Linked DNA regions of Mus musculus: all the other regions are linked to region 1. The links are chromatin contacts, called in public ChIA-PET and Hi-C maps. All regions are on one chromosome and are shown on one strand. The core of a region is the stretch at or near the end of the contact, and the rest is flanking DNA. Distances in the headings are between cores, read along the strand shown.

What was found. Hi-C and Micro-C count contacts between places; a contact is called where the count stands out from the background. ChIA-PET counts read pairs in DNA pulled down with a chosen protein or histone mark.
Region 2: a contact with region 1 is called in an RNA polymerase II ChIA-PET map of memory CD8 T cells, with 8 times the contacts expected there. The contact joins two enhancer-like sites. A contact is called at or near these places in 1 of 484 Hi-C or Micro-C datasets (bone marrow-derived macrophages) and 2 of 115 datasets of contacts at active chromatin or transcription factors (memory CD8 T cells and neural progenitor cells).
Region 3: a contact with region 1 is called in a Hi-C map of the HPC-7 cell line, with 1.8 times the contacts expected there. The contact joins two enhancer-like sites. A contact is called at or near these places in 4 of 484 Hi-C or Micro-C datasets (the HPC-7 cell line, myeloid progenitors, myocytes and 1 more).

What each region holds. Positions count from the first base shown.
Region 1 is chr2:84,017,174-84,022,309 of GRCm38.p6, forward strand. No RefSeq gene overlaps it. Among named protein-coding and RNA genes, the nearest start is that of Zswim2, 79 kb to the left of the region's middle. Within about 2 kb of position 2,843, at least 61 of the 459 cell types and tissues checked have an H3K27ac peak or open chromatin away from gene starts, as enhancers often do. A contact at or near this core is called in the HPC-7 cell line and memory CD8 T cells, where this site is marked.
Region 2 is chr2:84,380,782-84,385,917 of GRCm38.p6, forward strand. The region is part of intron 2 of Calcrl (calcitonin receptor-like); the gene reads right to left. Among named protein-coding and RNA genes, the nearest start is that of Calcrl, 42 kb to the right of the region's middle. Within about 2 kb of position 3,225, at least 25 of the 459 cell types and tissues checked have an H3K27ac peak or open chromatin away from gene starts, as enhancers often do. A contact at or near this core is called in memory CD8 T cells, where this site is marked.
Region 3 is chr2:84,339,689-84,344,824 of GRCm38.p6, forward strand. All of the region lies in intron 13 of Calcrl (calcitonin receptor-like), which reads right to left. Among named protein-coding and RNA genes, the nearest start is that of Calcrl, 83 kb to the right of the region's middle. Within about 2 kb of position 2,248, at least 5 of the 459 cell types and tissues checked have an H3K27ac peak or open chromatin away from gene starts, as enhancers often do. A contact at or near this core is called in the HPC-7 cell line, where this site is marked.

The sequences.
Region 1 (5,136 bases), core at 1,593-4,092:
CTACTAAAAGTCTCATTTGCCAATGGGTAATTTTCTTCATCTCATTGAAAACAATTTATTTATTATTGTCCTGTGTGCATGATGTGTGTGTACTCAACTGTCACATTGCATGTGTGAAGGTTAGAGAATAATTTTCGGGAGTAGTTTCTCTTCTGTCATAGATTCAGGCAAACCAACTCAGATAGGTAGGCTTGTGTGACACGTACTTTTTCCTGCTAAGCTATGTCATCAGTCTTCACTGAGCATTCTTATTTTTAATTGTTTAACAGCTCATTAAAATTCTTAAATTTTTTAATAGTGGGTTTCTGAATATTTTTAATATTTTATATTTTTGGTTGACCATTTAACCCTCTTTTTCTTTAAGTTTATTTACTTTTATTTTATGTGCATTGTTGTCTTGCCTTATATATGTCTGTGTGGGAGGTTCAGATCTTGGAGTTACAGACACATGTGAGCTGTCATGTGAGGGCTGGGATTTGAATCTGGATCTTCTGGAAGAGCAGTCAGTGCCCTTAACTGCTGAGCCATCTCTCCAGCACCCCCCCCCCCATCCCTTTACTCTTTTTATTTATGCTCCTTGTAACTTTAATGTTGACATCTATTCATTTGAAAACAAAACAACTTTTACTGTTTTTTATAGGTGGGTTTTATATGCAGAAAGACCCTAGGCCTTTAGATTGGCTAGAGATTTTGAACATTTGTGTCTTTCTCAGAAGTTGTCCATGTATATTGCTCACTAGAGATATCTTCCTGTTTTTCTTAGACGTTCTCAATGAGTTCCTCTCTTTTATTGGTTTGCTATACCACAGGTCCCCTCAAGAAGCCGTATGCATCCAACTCTGTTGTTCTTAGCTGCTTTCAGGCTTCTGGAACATTCTGTGGTCTTACTAGCATCTTATAGCTAGTAGAGCCTGATAGGAATCAGTCTTTCATGGATATTGTCCCAAAGCTAGAACACATTTCCTCTGCCACCAAAGTCTGTAGGCCACTGTCTGTCTGGATCTTTGAGGACAGTTGTATATCAACTCCTGTCCTTTGAGTTCTGTGAGCTCTAAGCATCCTGGTCATTCAAGGACCTGCCTATTTGCCCAGGTGGAGAGACAGACCAGCTCCTCTGCGAGTCTACCATAAATTTGGAACAGATTTCCCACTCTTTTCTTGCCCTCACGAGGGAATGGCTTTGAGTTAATTTGGTCTCTATTTGCTGGATCCTCTGAAGTTGCAGCATGTCTCATTGGAATCTGTTCCGTTTCAACCATGTTCTTATGTAGCTAAGACAGGAATCAGTCATTTGGATGCTGTCCAGAAAAAGCAACATGACACATGCTTTACTCTTGTCTTAGCTGCTGGGGGAGTGGCTACCTAATCACACAGACCTTGTCTGCCCTTCTGTGGGTTCCTTGGAGGCAGCAGCATGCTGCCCAGCTCTCTCCGTGCATCTCAAATATGTTGGGTCCTATTGCCAACTCTGGTTCCTGAGGCAGTGGTATAAACTAGAACCTCAGAGGGCCTCTCAGGAAGTCACAATGTGAAATCTAGTCTCACCCTCTTCCCCCAACTCTCTAGAGAGAAGTGAGAAGCTGAGAGCTCCCTCCTGGTCATGTAGGTCAGTCAGAAAGGACTGTGATGAGGGTCCAGAGTGCCTTGCTGTCTTTGATGCAGCCAGCTCATACTTGCTTGGAATATAGGAATCTCTTAACTGGTTTCCAGATTTCCCATTTATGCAACTGGAGATTTGACGTTACTATAAAAGAGCAGGTATGAGAAATTCTTACTATTCTTATCTTGCTGATGTCATCCTAATGCTTATTTTTTTAATGGAAATCTTATATACTCTACTATACTTTGGAATTGAAAGACACATGATTCTATATACATTTAACAAATATTAATCCCTTTATGGTTATGATTTTCTATCCAAATTCTTATATTTTTGACTCATTTAATGAGTACAATTAGAAGTCAGCAAGCCTCAGAAGCACTTAGTTATTTCCTAAGGTGCAGACCTGTGTCCAGAGCTCTGTATGTCACTTGGAATCAGTTCGGGTACAAGGAACTTCGGGAATTATTTATCCTATTTTTTTCCTATAATATTAGAAAATAAAAAAACTTCTTAAAAAGGAAGACACAACTTACCTCCCAACACAAACTCCATGTGATACTGGAGAGTTGTATATTGCTGCTGGAATTGTCCTAGCCTGGCTGGTGCATAACAGTGCTCCTAGAACGAAAATCAGCAGTCTTGTTTTGTATGTCTAGTTCAATGTTTGTAAATAACAAATTTTGAACTTATTGTCAACATTTCAAAGATTGAGTTGTTTTATACAGAGACAAACATTCTGGAGTTCTCTTAATAAGCTGAAAGTCTGTAGGACTAGATTGAAACTGTCTAAGGTAACGGCGGTTAGAAATTAAGTAGAAGGCTGGAGAGATGGTTCAGCAGTTAAGAGAGCTTCTTGCTCTTTCAGAGGAAGAGTCCCAGCACCAATAAAGCTGCTCAAAATTATCTATTCCTCCAGGGGAGCCAGTCCCCTCTTCTGACCTCCAGTGGCACCAGGCACACATGTGGTATACAGACATGCATACAGGAAAAATACCCTTACACGCACACGCATACGCACACTGGACCCTACTGTTTTAAAGTTTATAAAATTTTGCATTAGTCACTGTTCTTTTTACTTAATGGAGTTCAGACTTAGTTTTCCAATAATTATCATGAGAATATTGTTCTGGTGAGAGTAATTTACGGCCTGGTATGCTTTTCTTACTGCCTACTGCACTGTACCTTTAGAAGAGTGTCATTGTCTGGAAGGACTGATATTTGCAGAAACAATTGTCTCATGCCACAACACAGAAGATTAGCAGTGACAGCTTTCTAAAATATATGCTTCCTACCGAGGTGGCCTCCTCAACTCACTTCCTTTAATGATGTCTGGCGAGGATCTGATAAGCTTTATTGTACTTCTCTCAGGTCAAAGGGCACTGTCTTCCCCTTCACTCTAGCAGCCAGCAACAAAACCTGGCATGTGTTATCACCACCACACAGGAAGCTGTGGCTGACTGTGTTCAGCTGAGCACAAATACAGGAAAAGTGTCCACAGGTTAAGGGCTGGCAGAGCTGTGCTAGGAGAATATTCTGCTAATAATATTGCCCATGGAATTGAAGATAGGCAATCAGAGTTTAGCATCAAGTACCTAGAAGTTCATAGTGAGGTAATGTATGAATTCTCTATAATGATGTTCTGAGACAATAAAGAACAAATAATAGGGAAATTAAAAACAGCAACAATAGGACGTGCTAAGGTTCCTCCAAAAATACAGTAAAAATGTTCTTAATAATTAAAATTGCTCCCTTATGTTTTATATAATAAAGAACAGATATTTCAATAATAGAAAGGGGATTTCCATGTTGTGGTTATGCTTGTGTAATGAATTAAAAAATGGTGCTTGCTTTCCTCAGAGTAGTTCGTGCTGCCTTAAGGATATTCATCTTGTTCAACTTTGTTATTTGAGTCATAGTAGGTATATTCCAGAGTTACCTGTCAATATAGTTTTATGATTTGCTGAAGTATGAATGATGCTTTTCTAATCCTTTCTATTGGAAAGATTAAAAATGACTTGGCTGTCGTTTTCAAAATTGATGCTCACCTCCCTTATGGAGTTTTAACCGGAGCTCACCAATGGTGTTAGCCTGGCTGACTGGAAGTCCTAGGGATCCTCCAGTTGCTGTGTCCCCAGAGCTGAGCTTATAAATAAATACTACTATGCTCTGCATTTGTATGTGAGTTCCAGGACTTGAACTTGGGTCCTCATACTTGCAAGTCAAGCACTTTACCAAAGGCACTAATCTCCTTAGTCCTTAAAGACCACCTTCCTTTGGGGTATGTTACATCCTTACCTGGGCAAAATATAATCTCCACATGTCTAATTGTGTGTGTGTGTATGTGTGCATGTGTTGTTTTGTCAACTTGACATAAGTCAAAGACATCTGGAAAGAGAGAACGTCAATTGAGAAAATACCTCCATCTGATTGATCTGTACCAACCAGAAGTCTATGGGGCATTTTTTTTTTTTTGATTAATGATTGATATGGAGAGTCCAGGTCATTGTGGGTGGAGCCACTCTAGGCATGTAATCCTTGTTTGTATAGAAAGAATGGCTGAGCAATCCATGCAAGCAAACCAATTAGCATCATTTCTCCATGGCTTCTGCTTCGGTCCCTGCCTTCAGTTTCCTGCCTTGAGTTCTTCCCCTGACTTCCTTTGATGACTATAAGTTGAAGGCGGAGGAAAGAAACCTTTTACCCCACTAAGTTGATTTTGTTTCTTGGTTTATTATAGCAGTAGAAACCCAAGATGTGTAGTTTCTCTAAAGAAAAGTATCAGCTCATGAGTCCTAAGACCAAGCACAAAGGAGATTTATTTACCCCAGAAGGACAGAGGGTAGGGAATAAGAGACAAAGTCAGGAGATAGAGGTCAAGGGAGAAGAGGAAGGAACAAGGGAATGAGGGAAGGGATATTTGTTCCAAAGGACAAAGGGCTTCTTCTGGATAGAGAGGAGATGGGTGTGGCACATTAGAAAATGGAGGTTTATAAAGGTACAAGGGGAAACACCATGTGAGGATGAGGTGTTTAATTTTAATTTGGAATGTTACTTAGGTGAGCCAAAGGGGGCTTTTGATTGCTGAACTTTAATACTTTGAGAACTCAACCTTAGTAGTCAGCGTCAGGAAGAGGAAGTAGCTAAAGAAGGGAGTAAATAGGTCTTGGTGGCTAGCTTAATGAATGTAATCTAATGGTTTTTAAGAAGGCAGAAGGAATGATAGAGAAGGGTAAGGCCTGCCATAGCCACACTCACCACACTAGAGCTGGCCAGAGTCCCTTCAGTATCTCTCTAGGGACCAAATAGAGCTGTCATAGTCACACACTGATTATGTACTCATGAGCCATACACCAAATACCCGAGTGCTCATTTTATCTTCATCAGTGGGAGGTTGGCCTCCTTTCAGGAGCATTACTATGGGCTCTTGGATACCAAGAAAGGAAGTGTGCTCATTACTTTCTTCTTTCTCCTCTTTCCATTTCAACCTTCAGTCCGGGTTGTGGTCTTGGGTACAGTCTTGTTCATGCTAATCA
Region 2 (5,136 bases), core at 1,975-4,474, 360 kb after region 1:
TCCTTCATTATGTCCTGGGTCTAAACCCTTCAAGGCAAAGTGCTTCAAAATCATGTTTGGAGATTCCCCAAACACAACATTCTACCCGACACTGCTCTTATTTTTGTTGTTATCTACTAGATTTCAGCCTCGGAGCTCTAAAAAGGCATCTTAGTGAGAGTTATCTGAGCAGTTGCCAAGTCATCTTGGCGGCAATAACCAAAGAATTAGTCTGCGAATAGCTCCACTTTCTAGCTTTCCGTCATCGCGCCGTCCTTAGTGATCTGGAAAACATGCTCCGAGGGAAAAGGCTGCGCTTTCCACTTGAGTGCCTCATTCAGTGGAGCAGGCAGATCAACCCCTGTCTCTGTCCAGATTACAGAAGCAAGTTTGTGTGATAATCATCCATCTCTTAGTGGACACTTGTTCTCTCCACAAGACTCAACCGTATCCAGTCTATGGGGTCATTTAACTCATGGCTGTCACCTGCTCTTACAAGCACTTCTCTGAGTGTCCCTGACAATGGTCACAAGCAATGGACTGGGGCAATGGAGCAATCGCTCCTTTTGCCCTGGATCTTTTAGGTTAGTCATAGATGGACCATGGGTGGGTAACTAGATAGCACCATGGCAACATAACTGAAAGTCAACCTAGATTGTGTCTCATATTGGTAGATGCAGTTGTTAAGATGATTCCAGGGGAAGTACACTGACTTGTATCCCTTTTTATGACATTGATTCTTCTCACACTTCTTCTGACTGATTATCCTGCAAGTGTTTGTTTACATCTAACCCATTTAAATGCATGTTTTTATTAAAATGCATTCCATATTAATCAACTAGTACTCTTAAGCAAGTGATCTTTCTGATCTTAACTTACTGGCAACTGAATGAGCCACTATGAAACACAGTAAGTAGTTTTCTTTCAAATTTGGGGATAGAGCAAGTCAGTGAAGGGGGTTCAGCGAAGCAGTGAAGGCTCTTCCTGAGTACAATCCCCACGTGTCCTGTGGCTTGTTTGAAAGACACTCATCAGGTTTGAAGAAGCTACCATTTACTCTCAACGGAGTCTGTAATCACAACGGCACTGGGAAGACTCCTGCACATTTTCCCCTTTTGGCTTACAGTCTCAAGGATTGTTTATGAATGATTCCTTTTCCCTTCTCAAAGTTAAAAGGGCTGGAAAATTTGGTTCTTTCAAAGCAGTCTTCCTTAAGTACAAGTAGAACAATACAATCCTGTTTCTAAATACTCTCCTCACTTGCCTCAGCAACCATCAAATTTTCAATTTATTTCATCCCAGAAAGAACTTTGAGAAACAAAAAGCGTCCTCAAATGCAGATATGTTTTAAAACCCGGATGTCTAGGGTTGAAGAGATTAGGTAAGTAATAGAGAGCTTGCAAGACAAGCTTGTGCAAGACACAGATTTGACTCTCAGTGCTAAATAAAAAAAAATAAATAAAAGCAGAAGTTACTTAAAACACAGCTGGCTAGCCAGTCACTACATTATATAATGTACCCTTCTGATTTTAATTTTCAAACCAGCCATGTGTTTGCTTCTGAAATAACCTTTTCCGTCTTTATAAAGTTCGTGAATTTTGAAAAAGACCCCGCCCTTAGCTGCCCATATAGATACATATATGCATATGTATATATGTTAATCAGTATAATTTGTCAGAACACTAAAATGCAAATGTTTGCGTGCTACCTGAAAGCTTGCTTATTTTTTCACATATACTGCTTATTCTTATTCACATATGTGTGTGTGTATATATACATACATATATATGTATATATACACTTTACATTTGTTTTTTGTTATAAGTTAATTCTTAGTTGAGTTGCCTAATCCTAATATTGAAAGAGTATGTTCACTCTAAGGGAAAAAAATAGCCTCCAACTTCTATTCCTCTGCTTCTTAAATATCCTGAGTTATTTTAGGCACAAAGCCATATTCTTTTTCTTTGTTTATTTACCCAGTCACTACAGAGCTGCCAACAGAAGCTCCTTTTCCCACACATATCTTGATGCTTTAATATCCTAAACTGAAGCTTTGCAAAGATCAGTTATGCCTTAACTAGCACATGCATTCCCTTCTTGTAGTACATCAGACAAGCCATTTCTACTCTGTCAACACAAAAGATAAACATTATCCTCATCCTTCACAGGTTAGAATTCCTTTTTCACAGTCTTAAAAAAAATCTATTATAGAGGGGAAATGTTAATGTAAATGTCTCAAAACATGATGTTTTTTCTTTTATCATCATTACTTTTTTGACAAAACTTAAATCTTTACAGTAAAATTATTATTACAATTTACCAATTTGCTTCACATACAATATAGTCATTGATAGAGATGTGATAGTCTAAGGTTTTAATGGTACAGCTGAACCTGGCCCAAGATAGCCTACGCTGTGTTAAGACAAATCCAGTAGAAAAGTTAGTGGGATCTCAAAGGATTGTACCAAAGACTTTAACAGCCCATTGTCATTGCTCTTGATTACCCTCCAGATATGATGGTAAAACCCTGCTGATGAAGATCACACGTGCCTGAGTGACAGAACACAGAGAAACCAAACTGATGCTGACTTCATGCCAACTGTCTAGCTTTCTTAGCTCTGGGAATCACAGCAGCATAAGAGAAAGGAAATTATCAACCTTACCAGCTGTGAAACCTGTGAGCTACAAGAATGATTGTCCTGGCAAAGCATGCCCACTGGTACAGTAGTGGCAAACTCCTGCCTGGTACCAAACTAAGTCAAAATGTCATGACTATCTAGAAAATAATATGATTATTAGGCTAAATGGACACAGTAATAAACTGTAACCCCCTCCCAAGTTCTTATCTTTATAACCATATAGTAGTGTATCTCTCAGTCCTCAGCAGGAGAACTCGCTTTGCAATTAATGACTATTATTATACAGACTCACTATTAGTCAACAAGCAGAGAATGAGAGACTGGGAAACTCAACCTTGAATGGAGTATTTATATCTCAACCCTACCATTAAGAGGGGTTTGCAAGAAATAGCAGGCAGGAAAACTGTAAGAGCCAGAAAAGGTGAATGACGATCAGCAAACAAGACAGATCGCCATATGAACTGATTGTGACAGCATGGAGAAGACCTGCACCTGCTCAAGCTAACAGAATCCCAGAACGGAATGGAGGGAGTTGGCCAAGAAGTTTCACCACTGTCTCAGTAGCTCTTGGCAACTGATAGCATCTGGCAGAAAAAAAAGGATGTCTTTATAGGTGTGACCCTGTGTGGTTGACCTCACTCTGAGGGTTGGCCCCATACTCAAGAGTGTTTGAGAAACACCAAGTGGGTCAATAGGGAGACAGAGAAGGTGGGAGAGAAAGAGGAAGGAAGGGGAGAGGTTACAGAGACGGAGAGAAACAGGGAGAAAGAAATTGAATGGGCAAGGGGATGGGGTGGGTCTGAAAGGAGATTGAAGAGGAATGCTGAATGTGATCCAAATGTACTGTATTGATCAAATAATTCATAATACTATTTTCAAAAGGAACACTTGCTGTTCTTTCAGAGCTCCTAGGCTTGCTTTCTTCACCCATATCAGGCAGCTCACAAATACCTGTTACTCCAGTTTCAGGATATCTAAATCCCTCTAGCCTCCTTGGGTACCTGTATGCATGTGAGAATCATAAACTCACACAGAAGACAGACAGACAAAGTTAAACAAATCATTTTAAAATGATGTATATCCCTAAAATCTTAAAACAAATCTCCTGACACTGATTTTGTCTGTTTGTTCTTAATGTCTTAGAAATATTCTCCTTGGGTCTCCAATTGCTAATAGTTCAAGACTCTTAAGTTTGAATCTGACAATTAAAATGGAACATTGGGCTATATAAGAGTAAGCCTACATAAACTGAAGTTCTAGCAATCTTTTTTTTTGTATACAGTTTATGGAAATAGTATCATATATATATATATATATATATATATATATATATATATATATATATAGAGAGAGAGAGAGAGAGAGAGAGAGAGAGAGAGAGTATAATATATATTAACTTTATACAATATATTACTATAGTAATATATATAGTATAATATATATGTGTGATTCTACTGAAGTTAGAATGCTGTATATATATGACTTTAAAAACAAGGTGGCTATGGAGCCTCCTAATTTAACTCTAAGGCATGCTGGGATAGCCTTGAATGACATTGAGTTCGAACACAAGGCAAAGAACCCCAGTGGCTGACTTGCTTATCTAATGAGCATTCCAGGCAGAACAGCTGAATAGCTGTTAGAGAGATTCATTTGTGATTGGGTTTGGGATTTCATTTTACACTCTGGAGTATTTACTCATGGGAATAATCTTTCCATTGTGGGCATAATTAGCCATTTTCCGGTCATTTTAGCCACACTCTTTTTATTTGAAGAGGCAAGTGGCCAATATCAGCCAGATTAGTAAAAGGTGGGAGGGAGCTTAAAAAAAAAATGTAGCTTTGTGCTTGATGGAAAGCTCTCCACATCTGATGAGGAAAGAATTAATTGAAGTAAGATGTGACTGAACTCAGGTCAGGCAAGCAAAACCTCTGATTTAGGCTGTGTGAGGCATAGTTATATAGTCAGAGTTACACAGTCAGAATTCTTCCTTCTAGTGATTCTCAGAATAGCACATCTTCCAACTGGAGCTACACAACAAGCAGGGCATGGTTTCAGAACATTCTGACGTACTCCTTTACCGCACGTAAAGTTCAGAGCAGAGGAGGGACAGTCAGATAAGCACTACGCACTGCAGAGAAGTCTATGACATTATCAGAACCCTTGAATCTGGCACATTTAATGTCAGTTACAGTTCTAATATTCCTCATCAATATGAATACAAAACTGAATTTTAAGTTTTGTTATTTTGTTTTCTAAACATTTTTGAGGAATGTTATTGGAGTAGAAATTTCAAAGATTTTAGAACAAGAAAGCTCACTTTTCACTCTGGCTTGACTAGTATGAAATTGTTACAAAATGAGGTGACTATTTCTTTCCACCGAACACTCTAGATATAAAAGGACTTTTTTAATCAAAGTAAAAGATTATCATTCCTTGCCTAGTATATTCTGTACCCTGGAAATAATTCTTAGCTAACACTTTTAAATCCTATGGAACTATCAAGTGAGTGTTAAGGGGA
Region 3 (5,136 bases), core at 998-3,497, 320 kb after region 1:
TAGATAGATAGATAGATAGATAGATGGATGCATGGATGGATTTAAAAAGAAAGAAGCTTATATGGGAACTCCAGTTTTATAAACTTAGACTATTTCATATCCAAGAACTAAAGGTACATTTTTGTAAGACATTAATTAGTGAGTATAAAGTAATGCTGTTCCATTTATAGGTACATAAAGTTTAGTGAAATTAACTTTTAGGAAAATAAAATTATGCTAAAATTATTGTAGAGCATAGTCAGGAAATATTTTAGTCATTTTAAGCTCATTTTCTATGTAATATTTAAGATTTGTCTATTATTCCATTTCATGGTCATAAACACTTTTAGCAAAAAGGAATTATTCTTAAGAAGTGTTATTTTTTAATTATTAATTTTATGACTGTGTGTGTGTGTGTGTGTGTGTGTGTGTGTGTGTGTGTTTACGGATGAAAGTTAGAGGAAGTTGTCAGATACATGGATACATGGAGCTGGAATTATAGGCAGTCATGAGCTGCCTAACATGCAGGCTGGAAACTGAACTCTGGTCCTCTGGAAGAGTAGCAAGTGTTCTTAACTACTAAGCTGTTTCTTCAGCCTCAAAAAAATGTTAATTTTTAAAGAATCAGCTTTCCATCAGTGTCTATAGAATGTGCTCTCCAAGAGTGTATTTTGCCAAAATAACTATTTTTACATATTTGTTTTGTCTTCCTTTTTGTAATAATCTTAGTAAAATTTTTCTATATGACCATTTCTCATAGCAGGTACCTGAAATACTACTGTAATTTCTCTTTATGCTTTTGGATAAAGCAAATGCAACTGAGCCAGCTGATACTCAAACTAAACTATACTAGAGAAATAGTCTTTAGCTTCCCACAACAACTTCTATAAATAACTCTCTGTAATTACAATTTACTATTTATTTGTTGTGTCATAGCAACTTTCCCCAAGAGATAACATTGTCTTTGAAGGGATTCACAGAACTCTGAAAATGGAATTTGACTCAGCAATTAAGAATGTGCCTTATGAATGCATTAATTTCAATTCGTCTACACCCTACCGTCCCTTTCATCCACTTTCTCTTTCTTCAAACTCTATTTCCTCTCCTTTTATATTGACTACTTTAAGATTTTTTTCCCTGTTCCTGTGATAATATACTCTGACAAAGTAATGTAAGAGTTTATTTTAGCACATAGCTCAAGGGATAGTCTGTACAAAGAAGGCATCAAGGTAGCAGGAATCTAAAGCAGTTGGCCTCATTCTATATTCAGTCGGGACTCAACAGCATGGAATGTATGCTAGTGCTCAGCTTACTCGCTCCATTTTAGACTGTCCAGGACAACCTGGCTATGAAATGGTCTTGTCTGTGATGAAAGTGTGTCTTCCCACATTGATTAAGGTAATTAAGAAAAATCACCTACCAGCATACCTTTTAGATGATTCTAGATCCTGGCAAGATGACACCTAACACTGACCACTATCTTGACCTAAAGGCAAACTAAATTTTGCCCATTTCCTATGGATAATTCTTCATTTCGTCCAGAAATGTCATATTGGGCTAACTGTTGATTTCTTTCCTTTTTCTGTGACCTTTGACTTCTGTAATATCTGTTCTTTGTTGAATAACCTAATCATGAAATTTCATACAACAAAACTCTATATACTTTAATAAACTCAAATAATGAAAGTTCATCTCTCATCAAGGCAAAAAATGAATAAATCACATATATTTTTTTCTTAACATGTGTTATGAAAACAAGTAAGCATAAAATTATTCCACTGCTAAGAGAATTCAATGTAACACAAGCTTTAAACTCATATAGCTAACCAGACTCCTGATGAGAACACATTCGTGAGAAGAACACATTGACAGACATTGGAATGCCATGCAGACAGACATAGAGAAAGCCATTTGACAGGTGGGACATGAACAGTGACACAAGTCAGCATGCCAGTTCTATTTCTGACCCTCTAAAGAGAGTTCCCTCTAACATATAGAAGGAGCTTTTTTAAAAAAATAAAAATTACTACCACTTCCTGGGCAAGTTGGATGATAACTTATTGTCCACTTATGAATGATCTTTTATCCATTTATAAGTTATAGATATAAATTGTATTACAAAGTATTTAAACATCCAAATATACAAAATATCACTAATTAATAAATGGTAGAAATGTGGCAGTTTAGATCTATCTTCCATGGAAGAACAGTTAAATACAAAGCCTGTCATTAAAGCTGTCATTGTGGCTTAAAACGTGAAGCTATAACTGAAGAGGAAGCTAATGTTTATGTAAGCTTCTCTCTATATATAGCTGGGGCAGGGTGAACTGGAATCCATGCTCTATGCAATTTCCCACATCAATATTATTTTAAGCAATAAGTAGAAGAACTTTACATTTCAGATGAATCCCATTTGAATTTCCTCTGACTTAAAACAGACCTGATTAACAGATTCCTGATTGTTTTTTTTTAACTTATGTGTTTGGCAATTTTGTGACATGACTACTCATTCACATCATTCCCTGACTCTCCCCTTCCCCACTGTAACTTCTCTCAGGTAAACACCCATCCCCACACCCCCCCAAATTCATGGCCTATTTTTATTTAATTATTGCTGTTATATGTATGCATATATTTAGGCACACATATAAATATCTAAATGTGCCAGCTTAGTCCGTTTAGTGTTGCCTGTGTGTGTGTGTGTGTGTGTGTGTGTGTGTGTGTGTGTGTGTGTGTGTGTGTGTGTCTGTGTGTGTGTGTGTGTCTGTGTGTGTGTGTGTGTATGTCTGTGTGTGTGTGTGTGTGTCTGTGTGTGTGTGTGTGTGTGTCTGTGTGTGTGTGTCTGTGTGTGTGTGTGTCTGTGTATGGGGCTGAGTACTTGGTTAGCCAATAATGGTTGATGTTCATGCCTGGGAAAGATGAAGAGTTACATATAATTAATGCCTGCTGAGAAACATCTTTTTACTATGATAGCCATGATGTTCAATAGCTGGTAGATATCACAAGATATATTCATATCACCATAGTGCCCAGGGTCATAGATAGAAGGAAGCAGAACGAGCCAGTACAAATGCTACAGGAACACTATTGGAAGACTTTCACACAAGAATGGCCAGTAATTCCTTACCTAAGCCCTCAAGTGACCTAAACTCTCCTAGCTCTCAAATTAAAGGCATCTTCTCTCAGCAGCATCTAAATGTGCTGTATTTGCACCAGTGCCTACTAGGAGGGTGGGATGTGAAGGAGGAAGTGGGAAAGAATGGATTTTGCCAGCTGCAAAATACCACTCTTAGAAAGTGTAATTGCCTTAGAATCTCTCATGCTCTATGGAAAACATGCTAATTTGTATTAATTTATTGTTCATTGAAATAACATAATGAAAGCACTAAATATGACTTTTGTCGCCAAGGGCAAGGACCCTCAATACGCACAATTCCAGACTTATCCTTGGCCAGAATCAGGGAGCGTTCTTAGATTCCTGGTTAGGAATCCAGGAAGGAGCTCTAGTTACTGAATTCTTCCTAAAAGACCATCCCTGACTCCAGACTATACATCATCCTGTGACCCTAAGTCCAGTCCAGACACTAATTACTTCTGATGAACAGAACTGCATGTCTAGATTTTCATTGTGAAAATGGGTTGTATTTACTCCTCAATTTCAGCCTATTTCGTAAATGCTTTTAGGGACTCTTAGTTTAGGAATATTGTAGTTTTGGAGGCCACTGAGGCTGGGGACTAGGGCTCTCTCAAGACTTATTAAGGAGAGCTATTTCCTCCAAGACAGGAGATCTCTCTCTCTATGTGTGTGTCTCTCTCTGTCTCTATCTCTCTATCCCTTTCTGTCTCTGTCTCTCTGTTTCTCTCTGTCTCTGTCTCTCTCTGTATCCCTCTCTGTGTCTATCTCTTTGTCTCTCTGTCTCTCTCTGTGTCTCTCTGTCTCTCTGTGTCTCTCTGTCTCTATCTGTATCTCTGTCTCTGTCTCTCTGTCTCCCTCTCTGCATCTATCTCTCTGTCTCTCTCTGTCTCTCTGCATGTCTCTCTGTCTCTGTCTCTCTCTCTGTCTCCCTCTCTGTGTCTATCTCTTTGTCTCTCTGTCTCTCTCAATCTCTCTGTCTCTGTGTGTGTCTCTGCCTGTCTCTCTCTCTTTGTCTCTCTCTGTCACCCTCTCTCTGCATAGAGACATGACATAAGAGCTAGTCTATCTGAATCTGTCAGTCACCTGGGCACACACCACCCCTTGAGAAAACTAATTCATCTTAACCCACACTAAGGAAGTGGAAGGAATAATTATCCTGTGAATAAGATAATCTACTTACTCTTTCCAGACCCCTCCCCTCGTGTAGATGCTTGCAGAGCTTGCATGTGTAAGATGAAGAGAATGCCTGCTTTTCTGAGTTACTCAGAGGAGTGTACATTTTCCTATTTGTGCTTTCTATTTCTTTTCCCAAAACAGCATGCTTTTCGTGATGCCCTAGGTTTTCTCCTGATTCCTCTGAAGCTCCCACCCTTCTTCTGCTCTGTGGCTGCTTACCAATGTCATGGCCGGTCCTTCCTTCAGCCTCCTCTCTGTCCTCCAGCTGGGAAGATTTACAGCTTGTCTGCCCTACTGTTTTTCTCTTACACTGTAATAACATTGTCCTTGATTTTGTTTTTGGTTTTTTGTTTTAGTGTCTTCTCCTAATTTTGAGTTAGGAGACTAAGAACCCAAAGAGGAATTACAGATTTTCTGATAACACAACCACATTCAAAGACAGTTGAATATACTCATATTAAATGGCCTGTTGTAATTACATAATACATGAGCGTTACTTTTTCAAAGCAAAGTTGTCTCTTCATTGGCCTGTTACTCTTGCATAGGTGTGTTGTAGTTTCTTAATAGAACAATCCTGTGTTCTGCTCCTCCTGGAGAAGGGAGCACCCATGGTGTCACGACTCAGACTCTGACACTCTGACATTTACTGTATTTGGCTAGCAAGCAGAACTAAGAAATCAGAGACAGGAAGAGAGAAAAGTCTGAGTATTCGTTTATGCTTCTTCTTCTTCCCTGCCTGGCTGTGGTTTGAGCACCAACTGTTTTCCATTTGCCAAAGCCAGAGGACTTGCTGCATTAGTCTTAGCATTTGTCTAATTCTGTTAGAACCACTTTGACCTCACTTC